Linked DNA regions of Hordeum vulgare: region 1 is linked to region 2. A link is a contact called in public Hi-C data. All regions are on one chromosome and are shown on one strand. The core of a region is the stretch at or near the end of the contact, and the rest is flanking DNA. Distances in the headings are between cores, read along the strand shown.

Evidence for each region. A called contact is a pair of places that touch in the nucleus more often than the background predicts.
Region 1: a Hi-C map of seedling shows a contact between it and region 2, with 9 times the contacts expected there. The contact joins the promoter of LOC123402257 here to the enhancer-like site in region 2. A contact is called at or near these places in 3 of 6 Hi-C or Micro-C datasets (leaf and seedling).

The regions. Positions count from the first base shown.
Region 1 is chr6H:396,958,241-396,963,929 of MorexV3_pseudomolecules_assembly, reverse strand. It overlaps LOC123402257 (thylakoid lumenal protein TL20.3, chloroplastic), which reads right to left and starts at 2,060. Exons shown (of 6, transcript XM_045096151.1): 1 at 1,670-2,060; 2 at 1,544-1,573. The coding sequence starts at 1,980.
Region 2 is chr6H:396,192,505-396,197,946 of MorexV3_pseudomolecules_assembly, reverse strand. No RefSeq gene overlaps it. Among protein-coding and RNA genes, the nearest start is that of LOC123403729, 180 kb to the right of the region's middle. Within about 2 kb of position 3,821, at least 3 of the 3 cell types and tissues checked have open chromatin away from gene starts, as enhancers often do. A contact at or near this core is called in leaf and seedling, where this site is marked.

The DNA of each region.
Region 1 (5,689 bases), core at 811-3,310, 770 kb before region 2:
GCAAGACAGACAAACCAATCACCAATGTTTCAGAATGCACCGTCCACCTAGGCTCTAAGGTCCAAAGAATGTGACTTTCCACCGACAACACGAGTATGACGATACAAGATTGAGCAAGATAGCTTCAAATACATTTTATAGAATACAGTATCTTAAAAACAAGGATGTCATATTTGGGGTGCACAAGTATCTACTCTGAAGTTTTCTGGGATGCATAAATCTATACCTATACCTATATATATATATATATATATAATAATAATAAAGAGGCTATTGCTTCCGTCGGAAAACCCACTGCGGCATTTTTTTTAAAAAGCCCCTGTAATTTTTGTTATTCAACCCACGCTCCATCATTTATCTGCAACGTAAAAGGAAAAAATGATTCGCTGCAAAAATTACGCCCATACGCATCGCCTCCTCCCGTCGACCCTGGGCCACCCTGGCATGTGCCCAGGCCGCCGCCGCGGCCGACCTCAACCGCCACCCCGCCTCCGCGGCCGTACCTCTCCCCGCTCACTTCCCCCGTTGCGGCGCTCGAGCGCATCGCGTCGACCCTTGTCCACCCTGGCGTGTGCCCAGGCCGCTGCCACACCACTCGTCGCCGCGGCCGACCTCAACCATCACCGTTGCCGATCTTAACCCACCCGCCTCCGCGGTCGTACCTTTGCCCGCTTACTGCCCCCGTTTCGGCGCTCGAGCACAACTTCTGGATCAAATCAATGCGACAGCTATAACGACTTGGGATGATGCGTCTGCTCGATGCAGAACGGCGGCGGTGCGGCGTAGCGAAGTACTTGCAGGCGGAGGCGGCCTCCATGGCTCACACGGGGAACTCCGAGGTTATGGCGCGGCAACGGCGACTCCTTATGGACAGATAGAGGCGCCTAACCCTTGCTCCCCTCACCGTATCCCCTCCTCCGACAGGAACTCATCATCTGGTGAGATCCCCTCCCCATGCCTCCAACCATGTGCCAAGCACCGGCAAGAAATTTTGTTTTGTGGGAATTTGTTTGCTGATGAATGAATGTATTGAATGTAAGATTGCATTGTTGTAGAGAGAAAATGGAACACCACCTTGAGTTTGTCATCTGATCCCACATTCTCTACCCCATGAATGAAATAAGATAACAGTCCATTGATCAATTCACGTAGCCTCTTTGTTTTGCTTTGCTTGTCCCGCTCAATCTCTCATCATGGTGGAATTAACAATGGACAGATTGATTTCTCAACAAAATAGGATAGGACTGACTACATTAGTTAGTTAGCTTATTATTTTAATAAATCAAAATGATTATAAAAAGATTAAAAGCGTGTGGTATTTTTTTCCCCGTTGCAACTCACGGGCCCTTTTGCTATATGTATACTTCCGTTTCCAAAAAAAAGTACACTTCCACAAAAAGAAGTCACAAAACAAGCAAAATAGAATGTTACTGGGAAACTTCATTTTTGGAACTTCTATTTGCTTCATTAGAAAATTACCTGCCAGCAGCAGATACAGATAAGTTTAAGAATGGAACTTTTAAAAAATAAATTAGACACCAACCTGAAGTTTTCGTTAACATGCACAGTGTTTCTGCAAAACCACATAAGAGGGCAGCATCAGCGACCCGGTGCAGGAAAACGAGCAACTGGGAACAAGAGACGGAAAGATGCAGGTGGCGCGTGGTACTTGAGGTCCGCATTGCCGAACTGCGCGGCTGAACCGATGCCGAACTCGCCCCTCTGATCCGCCTCGTACTTGTTCAGATCTGCGTTGGCAGGCATCGCTACGACTACGGCAGCCGCGAGGGCTGCAGAGACCGCTACGCGCCACCTCGGCGGCGCCGGCGACGTATTCGACGCATTGCCGCCGCCGGAGCGGTCGGTGGTCGCCTGGCAGGAGATGCGCTGGAAGCGGCGTGAACGACAGCGCGTGAGGGAAGCGGGAGCCTTAGGCCGAGCAACGGTGGCGGCAAGAGGGGAGGTGGAAGCGAGAGCCATGGCGGATTAGAGAGGTGGGTGAGGTGGGGAGTGGACGGATGGTGGCTCGCGCGCGAACACGTAACGGGCGGCACAGCCATCGGACGGGGAACACGGGGAACGGGGAGTAAAATCCAGTGGTCGCACATTTTTGGGCCCTTGTATTTTTGACCACAGTCGCTTCCGCCTTACTTCATAAAAGCATCTTCAATACCGGCGCTAAATAAACGTCGCGATGAAAATTTATCTTTTAACGCGTGCCTAATCAATAATTAGGATTTACCGGACGCGTAATAAGCGTATACAGCGCCTGGTCTGAATTGTCTTCGCACGTTGTGTATTTGATGTGCCCGCTTTCGCGCGCCGCACACTCAAACGTCCATGTCGCACTCTCTTCGTCGCGCCATCTTCGCCTCGTCCCGCGCCGTTGTCGTCAAATTGACCCAATGGACGCCCGTGCTGGCACCCCTCTCACCCCTTCCTACACCCGCGACCCCAATGTCGCCGCTGTCGTCGCCGCCGCAAACCCTAACGCGGGGAGCTTTGGCTTCGCATCTGCCGTTTGGATTATGAACTTGGTTGGATGATGTTGTGGGCATGAATTTGAACTTGTGGACATGAATTTTTTATGTCATCGTGAATTTGTTTGTCTGATTTAAATTATGACATGTATTTGTTTTGATGTTTTGAAATTCATTTCTTGTCCAAAATGCAACATATGGCAAGCGTCGGCTGCTCAAGTGCGCTGCATTTTAGCGCGCCTGTTGGAGCTATGCGTACGCGGTAAAGTCTACAGCGGCCGCCGGAGCCAGCGCTCTCCGTCGTGCCAAAACAGACAATCGACACGCTACAAACGCATTTTTTACGCGCCGCGCGTTGGGCGGTTGTTAGAGATGCTCTAGCTTTGCCATTTCTCTACAAATAAAAGCACATCTTTCTTTTATTAAAAATATGAAAGGACATTGTCATTGGCCCGCAACTTCTACATTATGTTCTTATTAACGGCATCCCATGCTTGTATTTTACGCGAAAACTATATCTCGCTTATAATCGGTCAATTGATCTTTCCTCTTCAAGGCTTGGATTGTCGTTTCAGGATCCAATAACGGTGTAAGTTTTACATCTGTAAAATTCCCGAGCTGTATTCCAAATGAGTGCTTGGTTCACCGTTTTTTCTTGTCGCCTGTATTTCTTCTCACTCCTTTTCTACACGATACACTTGTAAAAATATTACAGACCAGCAAAGGCCTGAGTCGAAATCCGGTTGTGAGAACAAGAGGAAGCGCCGCGAGGAAAACGGAAGGCGACGACCGTCGATGCTGCGTTGCTCTTCCGAGCGATATACACGACCACCATCTTACCGATCATGGGTGCTCCTCGCCGTCACCGTCGCTGCAGACGACGACACGACGGCGCCGACCACCGGAGAAAAGCACGTCCGGTCGTGCTCCTTCATGCAGCAGACATCGCCACCTCGTGCTTCGCGGTTCCACCGTCTTTGTCCGGCGAGCTTCCTCCGCTAGGCTGTCCAAGCACTGGTGGACGTTAGAGGGTGGCAGGGTCAGACTACAGGCAGCTGACCTCCCGAGACGTGGACGAGGTGACGTACAGATGTAGCAACGACGATAGCTAGCTCTGCGGATGCGACAATGATAACGAATGACAGTTTGTATTGTTTGATGTCTCGCCCACACAAAGGTTTATAACCGGATTTGGTTACAAGTGTATTAAGTGTTGGCTAGTAAAATATACCTGTAAAATGTTTACAGGGGTATATATTCCAGAGCTCCCAAGCGGGACCTCATGTAGATCTGACGCACCTGGATGTCCTGGAGCACCATAATGCCAATGGGCTAGAGCACCCGATATTTTTCTTAGCGAGATGGTATCTCCCGTCCCCTGAAGCGCCGACACGTATGGGCCAGCCCAGTAGCATGTTTCTCTGTTATGCGTTCGTTCGACCAGTCCAATCATTGCTGTGTTTGATTCTGTTTTTTTTCTCTTTTTCTTTCTTTTTTATTCTGTTTTTCTATTTCTTTGTCAGTTTCCTAAAAAAATGTTGTACTATGTTTTTTCGTTCTTTCCCCATTTTCTCTGGTTTTCCTTTTTGGCCCCCCCCCTTTTTACAGCGGTTTTCCTCTGGTTTTCTTGTATTTTGTTTTTTAATATTTGCTTGTTTCATTTTCATTTTCTTCGTGTTCTTTCTACTCAATTCAACATTTTCTGTATACATTAGGTACATTTTTATACACTTCTAAAAATTGTTAAATACATGATTAATATTTTTCCCAAATATAAGTTTTGATGCCTATTTTATTTTTCATACACATTATATATTTTGGGATGCATCTAAAACATTTTATATATGGTTAAAATTGTTTAAACACATTATTAACCTATTTTTCAAGCATGTATTTGATGTATTTGTTTTCCTGCATATTATAAATTTCTCTTATAGATCAGGAACATTTTTATACCAAAAACTATTTTTTAATACATCATTACCAATTTTTTTAAATATGTTATTTGATGTCCACTTTTTTAAATACATGTTCTATATTTTTTATACATAAGGACGTTATTTTATACATGTGTAACATTTTTCGTATTCATGTTTTGATGTCTACATTTTTCATACACACTGTACCTTTTCATATATATTATCATTGTTTAAGAATTCATCATATTAATCAGTTAATTGGTCAGTTCTCATCGAATGACCGAATCGAATAACATCTATTCATTATGTTAACTTGCAAGGCCGATTAGATGGCCTATCGGATCGATTAAATGGTATGTCAAACCGATTAATTGGTTGTTAGGCCTATAAATCGTTGTTGGCACGCTAACTTGTGAGCAAGCGAAACCCAATTATTTGGCAAATGACCCCTCTTAGCCCTTCTGTTCCTAAATAGCTAGGGTTCAACCCTCCACCAACCCTCTCTAGCTCCTTTCATCCTCTCCCTACGTAGACGGCGACTCGAAAGGTCTTCGTCAGCGCGCCGTTGCTTTCCCCGCCACCCCTTGGTGTCGTTGCTTTCTCTTCTCCTTCTACGCGCCGCTACTCTCCCTTCTCCTTCGTGACCTGCCACCTCCGTCAACCGACATGTTCAAATGCCCTGCACGACCGCCATCACCTTCCCTCCGTTTGTCGCCGTCGTGTGCTAATCATCCCTTGGAGTTGAGTCCCATGCGGAAATAAGCAAAAAAAAGTGTAGTTTTATACATGTTTGTTGATGATTTTTTGACGCACACATGAATGATTGTTGTTGTATACATGTTTGTGATCTATTGAGAAAACAAAATGGTTCCATTTTCTTCATATTTACAATGTAGATTTTTTTCATACAAAATTTGATTCTATTGAGTTCAAAATTAGATTGACTAATGCTAGACCCATTAATCCAGATAATAGCCAATCCATACATTAATTGCTATTCCTAAACCGAGCGAGCAGCTACCAGTTAACGAGTTTCTCAACATTGTACATTAAAATAACATTTTCTAAATACACAATTAAAAATCATTTCATATTTTGATGTCTATCTTTTCATACACGTTATACATTTATCATACATCTTGCATATTTATTGTATACATCATGATTGTTTATACCTGTTTACACTTTCTAAATATAAGACTAACATTTTTTTATAGTATGTTTTATGTATACAGAAGAAAAATAAAATCTATACATGTTCAACATTTTTCAAATACAGTATTCATATTT
Region 2 (5,442 bases), core at 2,572-5,071:
TGTTAAAGGTCTAGCTGTAAAACATGAATTTGATTCGTTAGAGTAACTTGTAACATTTGTTGTAGTGTACATCCCTTGTGCATTCGATGACTCATCACCACTTCTTAGAAAAAAAGCACCAAAGCTTTTTGGTATCCAAACTCGATCGCAAAGGGAATCAAGATGTTCTTACTTCTTAGTGAATATGATCACAACTATCATTTTTCTCATGCGCACGCACACTACATAGGCGACTTTCCTTCTTACGAGTAGTCCAATAGTGTTACAAAACGCTTAACGTTGTTGTGAGGAAATAGAAAACGAAAACACATCCAACTCACATGTTAGACTACTCCCTCACAAAACGGGAACAACCTTTCCTCTTTGCTTGGTGTCATTGCATATTTTTTTCTCTCGACATGTCTTTCTTGGGTTGGGAGGGAGCGGTGCGAGTGTCATATGACATGGCTATATCTAGCATGGCCTCACCTCTAGATTTGCATGCACTGACAGCTTTGTGGGGCTTCTCCTTGTTTTGAGAAAACATCACCGACTCCTATTTATTGGTCTTAGAACCTTTCATGGGATTATTATTTTCAATTTTGCAGTGTTTATTTATCGGTTGCTTTTATTTTTGGTTTTTAAATACATGTCTACTTCTTTCAATATATATTGTACATTTTTCATACATATGAAACATTTATTCAGAAATATGCACACATTTTTATACATTATCTAATTTTTTAAGTGTGTTAATATTTTTTCGAAATGAATTTTTCAACATTGTGAACATTATCTAAGTGTCGTGAACATTTCTTTAAATTGTGCAAACCTTTTTACATTGTAATTCTTAAATGTCACAAAAATATTTTCTAAATGCATGCACATATTATAAATGTCACAATAATTTTTTGAATGTTATCATCATTTTTCTAAAGTATTGCAAACATTCTTTTTATTGTCTAAAGTGTGTTGAATATTTCTAAAATTTTATTATCATTATATTACATTTTTTGCAATAAATAAATATTTATAATATTCGAAACATATAAAGAAAAAGTAATAAAAGGTGAAAAGGAAAAAAATTCAGAATTTGACGTTTAGAACTTTTTAGAAAATTCCTAGAACCGGTTTTTGTTTTTTTTTTCGTTTCCTTTTTTTTCTGTTTCTGTTTCAAATATATTCTGGATTTTCAAAAAATGTTTCGGAATTTGACAAAATGTTCCAAAAGTTAAAAAATAGTTCAGAAAATGAAAACTGATCTGGAATTTGAAAAAATGTTCCAGGACTGGTCAAAATGTTCCGGAACTGTAAAAAATGATCCGGATTTGAAAAAAAGTTCCAGAATTTGAAAAAATGTTCCAGAATTTGGAAATTATTCCGAATTTGAAAAAATGTTCTGGATTTAAAAAAAATCCGGAATTTGAAAAAATGCTCCTATTTGAAATTTTGTTTATAACTACAAAAATGTTTTGGAATTAAATTTTTTTCCTGTTTTTGTACATTTGTTCAACAATCAAAAAAATATTTTGAATTTAGAAATTTGTTCACATATTTGAAAAATGTTAATATTTCCAATTTTAATCACAAATTCATAAAATGTTCACATGTTTTTCTTGTCCACAAATTCTAAAATATTTTGGAATTTCGATATATGACCATCTATTCCAAATTTGTTCACATATTCTGAAAATGCTACAGTTTTTATATATTTTTCACCAATTTATAAAATGTTCTATATTTTCGAAATTAGTTTGTAAATTAAAGAACAATCAAGTTTTGTAAAAATAGTTTGATTTTGAAAAAAGTTTCACTTTTTCACTGTTTTATTTTTCACGGTTGCCTATTGTTCTTTAAAACTAGCGCTGCCATTGTTTGAAAGTAGGTTGCCTAGTGCAGTGGCTAGTGCATTGCAGGCGTCTATTGCAGGTCGAGGGTTAGATTCCCAAGTATTGCACAATCATTTTTTGCGATTTTTCATTCCGTCAAGCTGAGCGAATGGGCCAGCCCAAGTTACTCGCCTTCTATAAGAATTCCACCTCTTTGCCGCAGTTAGCGGCAAATAGGAGGTCCCCGGTTTGCCCTCGCACCATCCAGCGCGCATCCTCCTTTCACTGGCGGGTAATTTTGGCCGGCCTGTTGTGGCGCTGGACTTGCTTTGTATTTTATTTCCCTTTTTCATTTTTACATTATTTTATTATTATTCTTTAATATAGTTCAATATTAAAAAATGTTCCCAAATTTCAAAAAAGTTAGAGTTTTAAACATATTTTGAAGAAATGATAAAATGTTCACGTATTATAAAAAGTTAGAATTTTAAACATATTTCTAGGTGATTTAAAGGAACGTTTGTATATTTAAATATAGTCCAACAGTTTCAAAAATATTCAGAAATTCGGAAAAAGTACAAAAATGAGCAAAATTGCTGCTTATTCAAAACATGGTCGTGTGTTTGTAAAATATTCGTAATTTTATAAAAATATTTCTTAACTTTCTAAAACTTCTTGAGAAAGCGAAAATTGTTTAGGAATTTCGAAATTTGAAAACAATGCTTAATATTTTAATAAAATGTAAATGTGTTTTGAAAACAATGTCATGAGTTTCGAAATAATGTTAAAAATCTGAAAGCAATGTTCTTGAATTTTTAGAAAAATATATATGGTTTAAAATAATGTTCATGAATTTCCAATACATTTTACTGTTTTAAAATATCTATAAATTTGAAAATTATTGGCAAAATAAAAAATTGAATTGAATGATACAGTAAATAGAAAAGAAAAAGAAAAAAAGAAATGAAAAAGGAGAAAAAAAGCGGAATGAAAAAGAAAAAAAAGGCCGTTGGAGAAGGTTGGGCCAGGGCAAACGTACACAACATTGAAGTGGAGTGCGCATGCGTTTGATCAACATGGTTAATCAGGGACCCTCAAAGCAATTAGTTGGCGAGCGTTTTTTTTTAAAGCCTCCTAACTATCACTTTCAGACGTCATCATTTGATGCGTTGTCAACTGCCACCGCATGTTGCGCTCTGAGCGTTTTCTTTGGGTGTTTTTTTTTATTTTTCCGCACGCGTTTTTGACTTTCAAGATGTTTTTTTTCCGTGTTGATGTTTTTCATCGGTCTTTCTTAGCTTTTGATGAAGGTAAGCACTGACGGAGCTTCAGCAAGGTTGATTGGGCCGTGTCCCGCCCACGTCTGGAGCAAAAAAACAGAATTATACTATTGCAACCCATAACACTCACGAACAACATATTACTACGCACGGAAACCCTATTTAGCGTCACAGACAAACTTATAGTACTACGCACGGGACACCCTATTTAACGCCACAGACGTCGGTTAAAGGCAAATTTTGCTAACCGGCACCCGCAGCGCTCCGACATGGGCCGGTCCATGTAGATATCTGATCTGTACTTTAGCCCGCGAACTTTTTTCCAAATCAATTAACTTTTTTGAAAAACGGTGTACTTTTTTGGAAGTTAATGAATTTTTTTGAAAACAATGAAATTTTCCGAAAATCAATGAACATAATTTAAAATTCCTGAACTTTTTTCAAAATCACTGAATTACTTTAAGAAATTGATGAATAATTTTTAAAAACCGATGCACTTTTTGTGAAAATGAATGATTTTTTGTCGAATTCTGTAATTCATTTGAAAATAAATAAACATATTTCAGAAATCAATGATTTTTTTTATAATCGTTGAACTTTTTTTACATATCTGATTTTTTAAAAAATTATATAAAGTTTTTTTCGATTAAAGGCCAACACATTCTATATGAGCCGGCCCATGAGAAGGAGCGCTGCAGGCGCTGGTTTGGCTAACCGGCGCAGAAGGCGCCGTATAGGACCTCCCGACAGGAAGCAAAGGAAAATGCTATTTGACGCATTTTGCGTCAAGTTGTCGGGGTAACAAACTTGCTGATAAAGGGATCCATCGAGAAGGGGCCGCCCATTAAAAGGGTTCCAGTCGGTTTTTTCTGGTTTTGAGAACCTTCTAAATGTTCTTGAATCCTTTTTTTCAGTTTCATTTACTTTTTTTTCTCTTTTTTATTTTTTATTTTTCTCTCTTGTTTTTATTCTTTTTTATTTTCTTGTTTATTTCTTTTATTTGAAAAATAATTACAGTTTCAAATTAGTTCACAATTCAAAAAAAAATCATAGTTTTATAAAAAAATGAATTTGAAAATTTGTTCTGTAATTAAAAAAGTTCGCTTTTTTTGTTAACAAATTTTAAAATATGTTTAGGGTTTGAATAATGTTCTAGCCTTACAGTTTTGTTCAAAAATTCAAAATATGTTTACATTTAAATCTTTTGTTTGCGAGTTCATGAAATTTTTGAGTTTTAAAATAATTGTTCAGAATTTTGAGAATTTTTTATTGTTTCCAATGTTTATTACATTTTTTACAAAAAAACTTGTATTTGTTACAAAATTGTTCGTAGTTTGAAAAAAGTTCCCGTTTGCAATATTGGTATTTTTTTAGCAAACATTAAATTTTATCGTTGTGGTTGTTGTTTCTTTTATTTTGGTGATGCACATTTAGCACAACAGCTAGTTTGCCACAACTGCTAGCGTAGCGCTTAAGACCGTTCGGTCACCGTTCCAATCCCAACACGAGTGTTATTGCTTTTTTAGGTTTTTTTCATCTCGGGAATGCTAAATGGGCCGGCCCACGTTTGCCATCTCTGTACAAAACGTTGACACTTCGATGCTATTAAGACTGAAACGGAAGGGAAATAGAGTGCTATTATCAAGGAGATTGGAGCCCAAGCTCGAGATTTCAATAGATGCGAGTTTATCTTTGAAGGCCGCGAGAGGAATGTTTGATGCTCACAATTTAGCAAAATTTGCTTCTAGTTTAGATGTTGGTCGCCACTTGTGGCTGGGTCTTCCCCATGATCCTTTTGTTATTCGTGTAAACCGTACTCCTAGTCTATAAATGTTGGTTTTACGGCTCAAAAAAAACATAGGAGCACCCCGCAGCAGACTCGTATGCGTAGCATTTGCAGCGAATCAGGTTCACAGTTTGATGGCTTCCGCCGCCTTAAAGCAGCTCTAGCAAACCTCGTAAAACACCGACTGTTGGGGAACGTTGCATGGGAAACAAAAAAATTCCTACACACACGAAGACATATCATGGTGATGATCATCTACGAGAGGGAGATCAGATCTACATACCCTTGTAGATCGCTAAGCGGGAAGCGTTAAGAAGCGCGGTTGATGTAGTGGAGCGTATTCACGATCCAAATCGTCGCCGTCCCACGATCCATCCCGATCTAGCACCGAACGGACGACACCTCCGCATTCAGCACACGTACAGCTCGATGACGATCTCCGCCTTCTTGATCCAGCAAGAGAGATGGGGAAGTAGATGAGTTCTCCAGCATCATGACGACGCGCCGGTGATGGTGGCGATCTATTCCTGCAGGGCTTCGCCTAAGCACCGCAGAAATCCAATCTAGA